2 separate regions of the Pan troglodytes genome follow, and region 1 is linked to region 2. Evidence: chromatin contacts called from public Hi-C data. All regions are on one chromosome and are shown on one strand. Each heading gives the region's core, a stretch centred on a gene start, on an enhancer-like site or on the middle of the called end of the contact. The rest is flanking DNA. Distances are from core to core; before and after follow the strand shown.

What was found. A called contact is a pair of places that touch in the nucleus more often than the background predicts.
Region 1: a Hi-C map of stem cell-derived neural progenitor cells shows a contact between it and region 2, with 3 times the contacts expected there. The contact joins the promoter of ISOC2 here to the promoter of TNNT1 in region 2. A contact is called at or near these places in 1 of 7 Hi-C or Micro-C datasets (stem cell-derived neural progenitor cells) and 1 of 1 datasets of contacts at active chromatin or transcription factors (stem cell-derived excitatory neurons).

Annotation. Positions count from the first base shown.
Region 1 is chr20:58,271,496-58,277,276 of NHGRI_mPanTro3-v2.0_pri, reverse strand. ISOC2 (isochorismatase domain containing 2) reads left to right here and starts at 1,691. Exons shown (of 6, transcript XM_016936885.3): 1 at 1,691-1,949. C20H19orf85 (chromosome 20 C19orf85 homolog) reads left to right here. Exons shown (of 2, transcript XM_054673556.1): 2 at 1-457.
Region 2 is chr20:57,953,238-57,959,016 of NHGRI_mPanTro3-v2.0_pri, reverse strand. It overlaps TNNT1 (troponin T1, slow skeletal type), which reads left to right and starts at 2,712. Exons shown (of 11, transcript XM_016936854.3): 1 at 2,712-2,726; 2 at 3,027-3,053; 3 at 4,170-4,191.

The DNA of each region.
Region 1 (5,781 bases), core at 442-2,941, 320 kb before region 2:
CCAGCCTAGAACCCAGGACAAGCCAGGGGCCCCTCCACGACGGCTCTACAGCCCTCTCCAGGAGCCCCCAACCTGTCCGCTCCCTTCCTGGCAGCCCCTGGGAAAATAAACCAACCTAGACCCCCACTTCAGACCACTGCCTCAGGGGTCTCCTTCTGGGCCCAGGGGCCCCACCTCCACCTCTTCTTGCTTTCCTGCCTTCCCCCTTCCTTCTGCCTAGCCCCAGCTCGGCATCCACCCCTCACTCTCACCCAGGCTCACCTCTGCCTAATGTCTGCTCTCCTGTCATTTATTCCCAAAGATGTATCGAGCGCCTACTATGGGCCAGGCCCAGGTCTAGGACTTGAGGATTCAGCTGTGAACGAGGCAGAGGGACCCCTGCCTCAGGGAGCTCCCTGTTCTGTGTGCATGTGTGTGTTTTGGCGGGGAACAGACAATAAAAGAGTATATCCATGCATTTTTCAAAAAGCAAGATTCATTTCCAATTCAGATTGGAGTTAGTGCTGAAAAGAAAATAAAACACAAGGCCGGGTGCGGCGGCTCACACCTGTAATCGCAGCACTCTGGGAGGCCAAGGCAGGCGGATCACTTGAGCCCAGGAGTTCAAGACCAGCCTGGGCAACAGAGTGAGACCTCCATCTTTACAAAAAAATTAAAAAATTAGTCAGGTGTGGTGGCGCATACCTGTGGTCCCAGCTACTCAGGAGGCTGAGGTGGGAGGATCGCTTGAGCCCGGGAGGTTGAGGCTGCAGCAAGCTGTGATCGTACCATGGTACTCCAGCCTGGGTGATAGAGCAATTTTTTTCTTTTTTTTTTTTGATGTTTCAAAAAAATTAAAAACAGCGACCTGATGGAAGGGCTACCTGACACCAGGTGGTCAGGAAAGGCTTTGAAAGCCTGGAAGGTTGGGCCATGGGGAGTCCTAAGATTCCAGGCTGAGGCAGCACACGTGCAAAGGCCCTGCGGTGGGACATTGAGGGAACAGCAAGAGGGGACCCCTGTGGCTGGAGCGGAGTGAGCAGGGGGAGTGGTGAGAGGCGAGGTCTGCACGGACCAGGAAGGCCGACCGTGAATTGGGAGGAGTTTGGATTTATTCCAAGACAGATAGGAAATTCTCTCTTTCTCTCAACCTCCATTTCCAAGCACAGAGTCTAAATTATTCTAAACACCACCCGAGGAGGCAGGTGCTGTACAGATGGGGAAACTGAGGCACCACAGAGCGCAAAGGACAGGGGGGTGTCAAATTCCTCACTTGATCGCTCCCTCAGCCAGCCCCTTCCTGGAAAGTGCTTGGGTATCTTTGTAAGCCTCCGTTTCTTGAGAGAGGGCCAGGGTTCGAACCGCAGACATGCCTCTACTCTAGGTAAGACGCCTCTCTCTCTCCCGGCCTCGGCGGTCTGCTCTGTGCAATGGGGCCGGCCGAGACGCCCTCTCTCCAGCCAGAGTCTGAGCCTTCGGAGACCACCGCGCGACTCCGCCCCGTCGGCCGCCACTCACGCCCTCTACGGCTCTCCATTGGCAGAACGACCTGCTGCCCCGCCCCCACGGCGCCTTTGCGAGCTAATCATTTTCTTGAGACTGACAGCCTTGCCGGCACCGCCCCCCCCTGGGGCGGGAGCAAAGCAGCGGCATATGCGGATTGGTTGAGAGGCAGGGGGCGGGGTGAGTTGGTGAGCGCCGATTGCGGGCAGAGGCAGCGGCACATGCGGATTGGCCGGAGAGAGGGGCGAGGCAGAGCATGATGAGTGTCGATTGGACGGCTGGGCCCAAGTGGGCGGAAAACGGACGGTGCAGGGGGTGGGCCACGTGTCCAGCCCTAACGAAACGGTAACCAGCCCTGGGAAGCCCGCAAGGGGCCTCAGCGGTGGCCATCCGAGCGCCGAGAGGTGAGGGTGCCCCCGCCTCACCTGCAGAGGGGCCGTTCCGGGCTCGAACCCGGCACCTTCCGGGTAAGTCCTCTCTCGCTGCTGGCGCTATTTGGAGACCGACCTTACCGCCTAGCAGATGGGGAAACTGAGGCTCTGCCTGGGCGTCCCGGGCCAAGGTCACAGGACCAGAAGGAGGACTCCACCTGGCCCCGCCAGAATTGGCTGGCCAGAGATTGGAAGCGTCCCCGGGTCGCGCCTGCCGCCTCTGTAACAGCGCTGGGGGGTGGGCAGGTTTAATCCCCATTTCTCCGACGAGAAAACTGAGGCTAAGACAAAGAGAAACTTGCCCAAGGTCACACAGCCGGGAAGTCCGGGCTCCAAGGCCGGGTTTCCGAGACCGGGTGGGGAAATCAACGGCCCTACCCCGCCCCCTGTTGCCGCCCACCTCCAGCCACGCCCCCTTTGGCCTTGGGTACCCTCCACCCAGGCTGAATCGCTCCTCGTTCCGCAGGACACGCCCAACCCTCTCCAGCCCAGACCTCCCCTTCACATCTCTCTCTCTCACACACCCACCCTCACCCCAATTTTTCATCTCCCAAAAACCAGTTCCCCTCCCCGGGATCCCCTATGAATCTTCAGATCATGCCCCTCGCTCGACCAGAAACTGGGGGCCTTTCTCCCCGACTTTCCCCACCGTCCCAGCTGCCCCTTCCTGACTGTCCCCTGTCCCACTGGGCCCCAGCGCCGACCTCCTGCTCTCTGGCCTTTGCCTCCAGTTCAACCGCACGGCGGGGGCCTGAAGCCATCTTTGTATTTTGCATTTTGAACACTTTTTCTGGAATAATACCACATACGCAGAAAATCGAACGGTTTGCAAATACACAGCTTAAATAAATATTTATAAAGGGAGCACGCTGGTGTAAACAAGTATCCAAATAAAAAAGTCAAACATGCGCCACATCCCAGGATCTCCCGCCGTCGTCGTTTCCATCACTGTGGTCCAAGGGCAGTCACTGTCCTGGCTTCTGACGCCATAGGTCAGTTTTGCCGGGTTTTGGCTTTATGTCAACCCTTTATTGTATATAGTATTGACTAGACAACTTGTTGCACATTGTCCAGAATTCAGAAGAAACAGAATAGGACCCAGTGAAAAGGCTCCTACACACTTCCCCGGTGCCTGGTTCACCCGCCTGAGTCTCCCGTTTCTTGCTTGTTTGCCAGAGATAGCAGATATAGATATAGGCAACACAGACACATTTTCCTCTCCCTTTTTTCTTTGGCACAAAAAGGAGCATTCCATACACACTGTTCTGCTTCTTTTTCACTTCTCTCAAACATGTTTTCGTATTGTTACTTAAAGAGCTTCCTCGTAATTTTTTCTGGCTGCGAGAAATAACAGAGTATAGTGATGGCATGACTTACGTAACCAGTACCCTCATTGTGGACATTGATACTTACTTCTGCTCCTTTGCCCTGGGGAAGAGTCCTGTAATGAATAATCCTGTGTCGTTTCACATGAATGTCTGTAGGATAAATGCTTAGGAGCAGCTTTTGAGGTCAGAGGGTTTGTGTATCCATCATTTTGAGAAATGCAGCTGCTCGGCTGTCCCTAGGAGTTGTTGTGACCCACACTCCTACCAGGCCAGAGGGGAGTTCCTGGGTGCTCCACATGCCTGTCCTAGGCTTTTGGACATGCTGGCCCCCAGATCTGCCCCTCCATGGCTCTTCACTGCCCTCAGCAGAGAGACTCCAGGGCCCTTGTGACCCATCTGTCAGCTCTCCAGCTCCTGGTTCCCTCAGAACCATCCCGTGGGGCCCGGGTGTCCCAGGTCCCGCCTCCTGCACAGGGGAGGAAGAGTTAGCACATGAGTGGGCGTGAGAGGGTCACTCCATGGGGAGGAAACCGCAAGGGCTGTTTGAGAGGAGGGAGTGGCTGGGCTGAGGCTGGAGGGTCTTCAGAGCAGTGCGGGGCGGGGGGGAAAGGGGCGTCTGCATCTTAGTCCTGAGGACAGAGAGAATCCACGGGGGTCAGGGGACAGTTTGAGACAGGGGAGTAATAGTCAGCTTTGTGTTTTGTGAAAAGATCATTTTTGTGTCTTCAGTTTCTCTAGGAGAACACTGCAGCCCCTGCCAAGCTGTATCTGACTCCCTCCAAATCCCACTTATCACAGTTGTAATTATGGGATTAATTCACTGTGGTTTTGTTTCAGAGGGAGTTTCCATTCAATTTTATTTAATGAGATAAAATTTGCACAACATAAAATTGACCATTTTAACCATTTATTCGTTTTTAAACTTGAGATATGGCACACATAGAAAACATTTGCTATGGTAGATGGATTATGTTCAAAGAATAATAGGCCAGGCGCGGTGACTCACGCTTGTAATCCCAGCATGTTGCAAGGCTGAGGCGGGAGGTTCACTTGAACCCAGGAGTTCGAGACCAGCCTGGGCAACATAGGAAGACCCTGTCTCTAAAAATATAAAAATACAAAAATTAGCCAGGTGTGGTGGCATACACCTGGAGCTCTAGCTACTTGGGAGGCTGAGGTGGGATGATCACTTGAGCCCAGGAGGTTAAGGATGCAGTGAGCTATGATTGCGCCACTGTACTCCAACCTGGGTGACACTATGAGACCCTGTCTCAAAAAGAAAAAATAGTACAGGGAGGCCAAGGCAGGAGGGTTGCTTGAGGCCAGGACGAGAGAGAGAAAGAAAGATAAGGAACAACAGTGTCCTCACTACCCAGCTTTGAAAATAGCAGCTCAAGGCCAGGTGCGGTGGCTCACACCTGTAATCACCAGCACTTTGGGAGGCTGAGGCGGGTGGATCACGAGGTCAGGAGTTCAAGACCAGCCTGGCCAACATGGTGAAACCCCATCTCTACTAAAAATACAAAAATTAGCCAGGCGTGGTGGCACAAGCCTGTAATCCCAGCTACTTGGGAGACTGAGGCAGGAGAATCCTTGAACCTGGGAGGCAGAGCTTGCAGTGAGCCAAGATCACGCCACTACACTCCAGCCTGGGTGACAGAGCAAGACTCCATCTCAAAAAAAAAAAAAAGAAAAGAAAAGAAAATAGCAGCCTCTTGTTGAGTGCCCTGCCTCCCTCAGCTTCCCAGAACACCTTCTGTCTTGCCTCCAGTGAGCCTCCAGGGTCTCCCATTTCCCTGGTGAATTAATGAATAAATGAGTTAAGTACAAACAAATTGTACACACAGACGGGGAGAGAGCTGCAGACAAAAGCCCAGCCCAAACCCTCACTTGTGCAGCAAACTCGGAGACCCAAAAGCTACGTCCCAGGGACGTAGGCCAAGACGTGCTGATTCAGGGCCCCTGCGGTGTAGACGCTCTGACAGCGTAGACGCTCTGACCGAGTGGAAGTCAGGTGTGCCCTGTATGGCTGCAGGACTTAGGGCAGGTTAACGGGCCCTCTGGGTCGAGGTTTCCTCCCCTGCAAAAGAATTGCTGGCCAGGTGGCTTCACCAGCCTGTCCTTTTTTTCTTTCTTTTCTTTTCTTTCTTTTCTTTTTTTTTTTTAATTGTGGTAAAATGCACTTAACATAAAACTTACCCTTTCAGCCATTTGAAAATGCAGTGGAGCGGCATTCATAGTCATGCTGTTCTGCAGCCGTCACCACCAAGTCCCAGAGCATTTTCACCATCCCAAACTGAAAACTACACCCCCCAGCAGTCAACCTGAATTCCTCCCGGCCACAGCCCCTGGCAGCCAACCATCTGCTTTCTTTCTCTTTTTTTTTTTTTTTTTTTGAGATGGAGTTTTGCTCTTATTGTCCAGGCTGGACTGGCAGTGGTGCTATCTCTGCTCACTGCAACCTCCGCCTCCCAGGTTCAAGTGATTCTCCTGCCTCAGCCTCCCAAGTAGCTGGGACAACAGGTGCGTGCCACTGTGCC
Region 2 (5,779 bases), core at 1,463-3,962:
TCTGGGGGAAATCTCAGCAGTCAGGGGTATCTGGACTTGGAGGTCAAACAATCTGGGTGTCAGGATTTGGGGCCTCAGACTCTGATGGTATCAGGAATTGGGGGGTCTCAGAAGAAATTGGGGTTTTGGTAGTGGAGGGCTCGGAATCTGAGGCATTATGATAGAAAGCATGAAAACTTAGAGTGTCATTATCTGGGGTATCATGAACTGGGCCTCCGAGTTTGGGTATCAAGATTTTGGGGGTCTCATATTCTTGAGGTTTCAGATTTTAGGAGGTCTCAAGACCTGGGGGTGGTCTTAGGATGTCCCGGCCCATATCTGGACTATCAAGAACTGGGATTTCAGAATCCAGAGCTGTGAGGACTTGCTGGCCTCAGAAACACGGGCATCATAAATCGGGGTCTCAGAATCTGTGGGTATTGGGATTTGGGGCTAGGCACCCTGTGGCCTAGGGTGTCTCAGAGACTTTGAGGTCTAAGAATGTAGGGGTCAGGGTGAGGTCTACGGACAGAAGGTGCCCTTTATGCCCCTGCCCCCTGCGTGATGTATGGGAAGGTGAAAGGGGAGACAGGTGGGGAGGAAACCAGCCAGCGGGGTGGGGCGAGTGGGAGAGGGGATGCGGGTGACTAATTCTCCCAGAAGCCCCCCTTCCTCAAATCCCTTCTTAGGAAATATCCTCGGTTTCACCATCTACGACATCCCCCCAAAATAGCTCCTGGGGGTGGGGCAGCTATTGTCTTGAGGCCACTGTCCCTTCTCAAATGCCTCCTCCTAATCCCAACTGGATCAGGTTCCCATGGACTTGTCATAAGACAAAAGAGGACAGCTGTGCTGAGGGGGCAGGGTCTGCAGCCTCCTGGCTGTGCCAGGACCACACCTACCAAGGTCTGTCCTCATGCATGCTTTAGGACAGCCGGCCCCCTCCCTCAGACCCAGGAGTCCAGACCTGAGCCCTCCTCCCTCAGACGCAGGAGTACAGGTCCCCAGCCCCCTCCTCCCTCAGACTCAGGAGTCCAGACTCCCAGCCCCTCCTCCCTTAGATCCAGGAGTCCCGGCCCCAGCTCCTCCTTCCTCAGACCCAGGAGTCCAAGCCCCCAGCCCATCCTCCTTCAGACCCAGGTGTCCAGCCCCTGGCCCCTCTTCCCTCAGACCCAGGCATCCAGGCCCGCAGCCCCTCCTCCCTCAGACCCAGGTGTCCAGGCCCCTGGCCCCTCCTCCTTCAGATCCAGGAGTCCAAGCCTCCAGCCCCTCCCCCCTCAGACCCAGGTGTCCAGGACAACCCATCTCAGTCTCAGGAGTCCACACCCACCCTCCCACACACCCCCAGCCCTATCCTCCCTCAGACCCAGGAGTCCAGGTCCCAGCTTCTCCTCCCTCAGACCCAGGAGTCCAGGGCTCCAGCCTCTCCTCCCTCAGACCCAGGAATCCAGCCCCCAGCCCCTCCTCCCTCAGACCCAGGAGTTCAGGACCCCAGTCCCTCCTCCCTCAGACCCAGAAGTCCAGGCCCCAGCCCCTCCTCCCTCAGACCCAGGAGTCCAGACCCCCAGCCCCTCCTCCCTCAGACCCAGGAGTCCAGGCCCCCAGCCCCTCCTCCCTCAGACCCAGGAGTCCAGGTCCCAGCTCCTCCTCCCTCAGACCTAGGAGTCCAGGCCCCAGCTCCTCCTCCCTCAGACCCAGGAGTCCAGACCCCCAGCCCCTCCTTCCTCAGACCCAGGAGTCCAGGTCCCAGCTCCTCCTCCCTCAGACCTAGGAGTCCAGGCCCCCAGCCCCTCCTCCCTCAGACCCAGGAGTCCAGGCCCCCAGCCCCTCCTCCCTCAGACCCAGGAGTCCAGGTCCCAGCTCCTCCTCCCTCAGACCTAGGAGTCCAGGCCCCAGCTCCTCCTCCCTCAGACCCAGGAGTCCAGACCCCCAGCCCCTCCTTCCTCAGACCCAGGAGTCCAGGTCCCAGCTCCTCCCTCAGACCTAGGAGTCCAGGCCCCCAGCCCCTCCTCCCTCAGACCCAGGAGTCCAGGTCCCAGCTCCTCCTCCCTCAGACCTAGGAGTCCAGGCCCCCAGCCCCTCCTCCCTCAGACCCAGGAGTCCAGGCCCCAGCTCCTCCTCCCTCAGACCCAGGAGGGCAGGCCCCCAGCCCCTCCTCCCTCAGACCCAGGAGTCCAGGCCCCAGCTCCTCCTCCCTCAGACCCAGGAGGGCAGGCCCCCAGCCCCTCCTCCCTCAGACCCAGGAGTCCAGGCCCCAGCTCCTCCTCTCTCACACCCAGGAGTCCAGAACCAGGAGTCCAGGTCCCAGCTACTCCTCCCTCAGACCCAGGAGTCCAGGCCCCAGCTCCTCCTCCCTCAGACCCAGGAGTCCAGACCCCAGCTCCTCCTCCCTCAGACCCAGGAATCCAGACCCAGGAGTCCAGGCCCCAGCTGCTCCTCCCTCAGATCCAGGAGTCCAGGCCCCAGCTGCTTCTCCCTCAGATCCAGGAGTCCAGGCCCCCAGCCCCTCCTCCCTCACACCCAGGAGTCTAGGTCGCCCCCTCCTTGGGGCCCCACCCCACTGGGCCTCTTCTCTCTGGTCCTTAGGCCGCACCAGGATGTCGGACACCGAGGAGCAGGAATATGAGGAGTGAGTGCTGCACTGGGAGGGGTTGGGGCGTGCAGTGGTGGAGAGGCTCTCCCACCCCAGGTCTAACTCTCCTCTCCCTCCTCTCTCCCCACACCCGTCCGCAGGGAGCAGCCGGAAGGTGAGTAGGGAGTGGGCCGGCCCTATGGGATGGGGACACGCCCAGGAGCTCTTGGGAGGGGAGGCGAGGAGTGTGGCACTTTGGCGGGGAAGGGGCGGCTCAGCCCGAGGGCCCTCGCCCGCCCTCTCCGGGTCTGGCGCGTCTCCTCGCGCCATCCCTGCACCGCCAGGGGGAACGTGCCCATCGCAGCCGAGGCCAGAGGGTCCCCCGTCCAGCAGAGACTGGAACCCTGGTCTCTGGCCACCGCCCCCATCCCTCCCCCAGCTCCTAACGCCTTCTCTTCTGTGCCCCCATCTCCAGAGGAGGCTGCGGAGGAGGAGGAGGAAGGTGAGGTCCCGGACTCCGCAGGTCTGGAGCTGGGGGGTGGGGGGGCGGGGGGCGGGGACGCTGGGCCCGGGAGGAGGGGGCGGGATGGGGCTCCCGACGGCCTCGGCTCCCGGTCCTCTAACAGCCTCTCACGTCTCTTCCCTCTCTCCCCTCCCGCGCCCGGGCGTGGCCGCTCCCCCCTCGCTCCCCAAACCCTCGCTGCTCCTCCCTCCCCTCCCCAGCCCCCGAAGAGCCGGAGCCGGTGGCAGAGCCAGGTAACCGCGGCTGCTTCGCTTCCCGAGACCGATGTCGGGGGCCCGGGGGGACCCCCGATATCCTCGGGCCCCAACCTCCAAGACCACCCTTCCCTCCCTCCGCCCCCATAACCCGCCCCCAGGCCTGGCCCTTTAAGCCCCTGAGAGCTCCTGCGCCCTCTCGGGGCCGGGAAGGGAAATGGCCCCGCAGTGGCTTTAACCCTTTCCCTTCCTTCTTAAAGGGACCGACACCCAAGCCTTCTTCCCCAGTCTGGAGGAATCTTTATAGAAGGGTTGGATGTTTGCGGAGAAGCACCACCCCGTCCCCCCTTATCTTCGCCTCCAACCTTGTCTGTTATTTTCTCCCCCATATACATTCAAAGGTTGGGGCTTGGAATTTAGGATTGCAGAGGAGGCTAGCGCTGGGAGTCAGGGTCTCCAAGGTCGGAGGGGGGGGGGGGGTGGGCGGTGGGCAGGGGGCGAGCTGGGGAGAGAGCGCTGGGGTCACTGAATGAAGACAGAGGTTGGGACCCCCTGCACTGCTGGGTCCTAATGGAGGAGAGCAGGAGCTCTGGGCATATAAATAGAGAAAGGTCTGGGGGTTTGCACTCCTGGGTATGCAGACAGTGGGGGTGGGGGGTCCCCACACCAGTTCTGAATGTATATCTGATGCGTGTGACCCTCTTCCTCCTTTACAGCCACCCTGACTTTCCTTCCCTCTTTTCTTCTCCCCATCCCCCCTCCTCCAGAACTGGACTCCAGAGTCCTTCCCGGGGCTCCTAGGGGCCGAGGCTTGGGGGGTCCCTCCCCAGGGTGTGTCAGGCCTAGCCCCTCTCCTCTAAACTCTTGCTAATTATCTCTTTTTATCCCCCACCACCAACAGAAGAGGAACGCCCCAAACCAAGGTGAGATCCTACAGGGTGGGGGGCCCCAGTCATACATCTTCCTAAATATTCCCTCTACCCCCAGAGACAAGGTGTGAGAAAGGCAGAGATGGAGGGAGGAAATTGAAACAGCAGTCAACATTTCTCCTCCTCCTCCTCCTCCCTCCCCCTTTCCCTCCTCCCTCCTCTCCCTCCTCCTCCCTCCTCCTCCTCCACTTCCTCTTCTTCCCCTTCCCCTTCTCCTTCTCCTTCCCCTTCTTCTTCATCGTCCTCATAGTCCCCACCCTGTTACCCAGGCTAGAGTGCAGTGACCCAATCCTGGCCCACTGCCTCAACATCTTGGGCTCAAGCAATCCTCCCATCTCAGCCTCCTGAGTAGCTGGGACCACAGGCATGTGCCACCACACCTGGCTTTTTTTTTTTTTTTTCTTTTTGTAGAGATGAGGTCTTGCTATGTTGCTTAGGCTGGTCTCGAACTCCTATCCTCAAGCAGTTCTCCCACCTCGGCCTCCCAAAGTGCTGGGATTACAGGCGCAAGCCACCATGCCCAGCCAGTCTGTTTCCTTCTTTCCACCCAGTAGTCCCTCTTCCCCTCGCGCCTTTACCATCACCCCAGCCTCCTCTCTGGCCTCCCTGCCTGCAGCTTGTGGCTCATCCTCCTCCATGACTCGAGAGAGACTTTTCTAACACCAGAGCTAACCCTGCCCCTCCTCTGCTCAGAATCTTTCCTCAACTCCCCACTACTCTTAAGACGCAGTCAAAGCAACTAGCCTGCATTCAAAGCCTTCCCCATCTGGCTCCAGCGGACCTTTCTAGCATCTGCCTTCCCCACTGACAGACACACAGCGTTTCATGGTTCTCTAGCCATGCCTGTGCTTTCATACCCCTGAGCCTTTGCACACACTGTGCCCTCTGCCTGCGCAGCGGCAGCTGGGAGGATCACTTGAGGATAGGAGTTCAAGACCAGCCTAAGTAACAAAATGAGATCCCCCACATCTCTACAAAAAAATTTAAAAAATTAGCCGGGCACAGTGGCACATACCTGTGATTCCAGCTACTCAGGAGGCTGAGGAAGGAGGATTGTTCGAACCCAGGATTTGGAGGCTGCAGTGAGCTATGATTACACCACTGTACTCCAGCCTGGGCAACAGAGCAAGACCCTGTCTCTAAAACATAAATAAAAATAAGGGAATGGGGCCGGGCGCAGTGGTTCATGCCTGTAATTCCAGCACTTTGGGAGGCTGAGGGGGGCGGATTACCTAAGGTCAGGAGTTTGAGACCAGCCCGGTCAACATGGTGAAACTCTGTCTCTACTAAAAATACAAAAGAATTAGCCAGGTATTGTGGTGGGCACCTGTAATCCTAGCTATCTGGGAGGCTGAGGCAGGAGAATCGCTTGAACCGGGAGGCAGAGGTTGCAGTGAGTCAAGATCGTGTCATTGCACGGCAGCCTGGGCAACAAGAGTGAAACTCCATCTCAAAAAAAAAAATAAAAGGGGTGGGGTGGGGTGGGGGAATGGACTGAGAGGGATTCCAAGGCAAAGGGACAGGACTTGGGGATTGTTGGGCAAGGGGAGGGAAGCAATGGGGACAACCCCGAAGGGTCTCT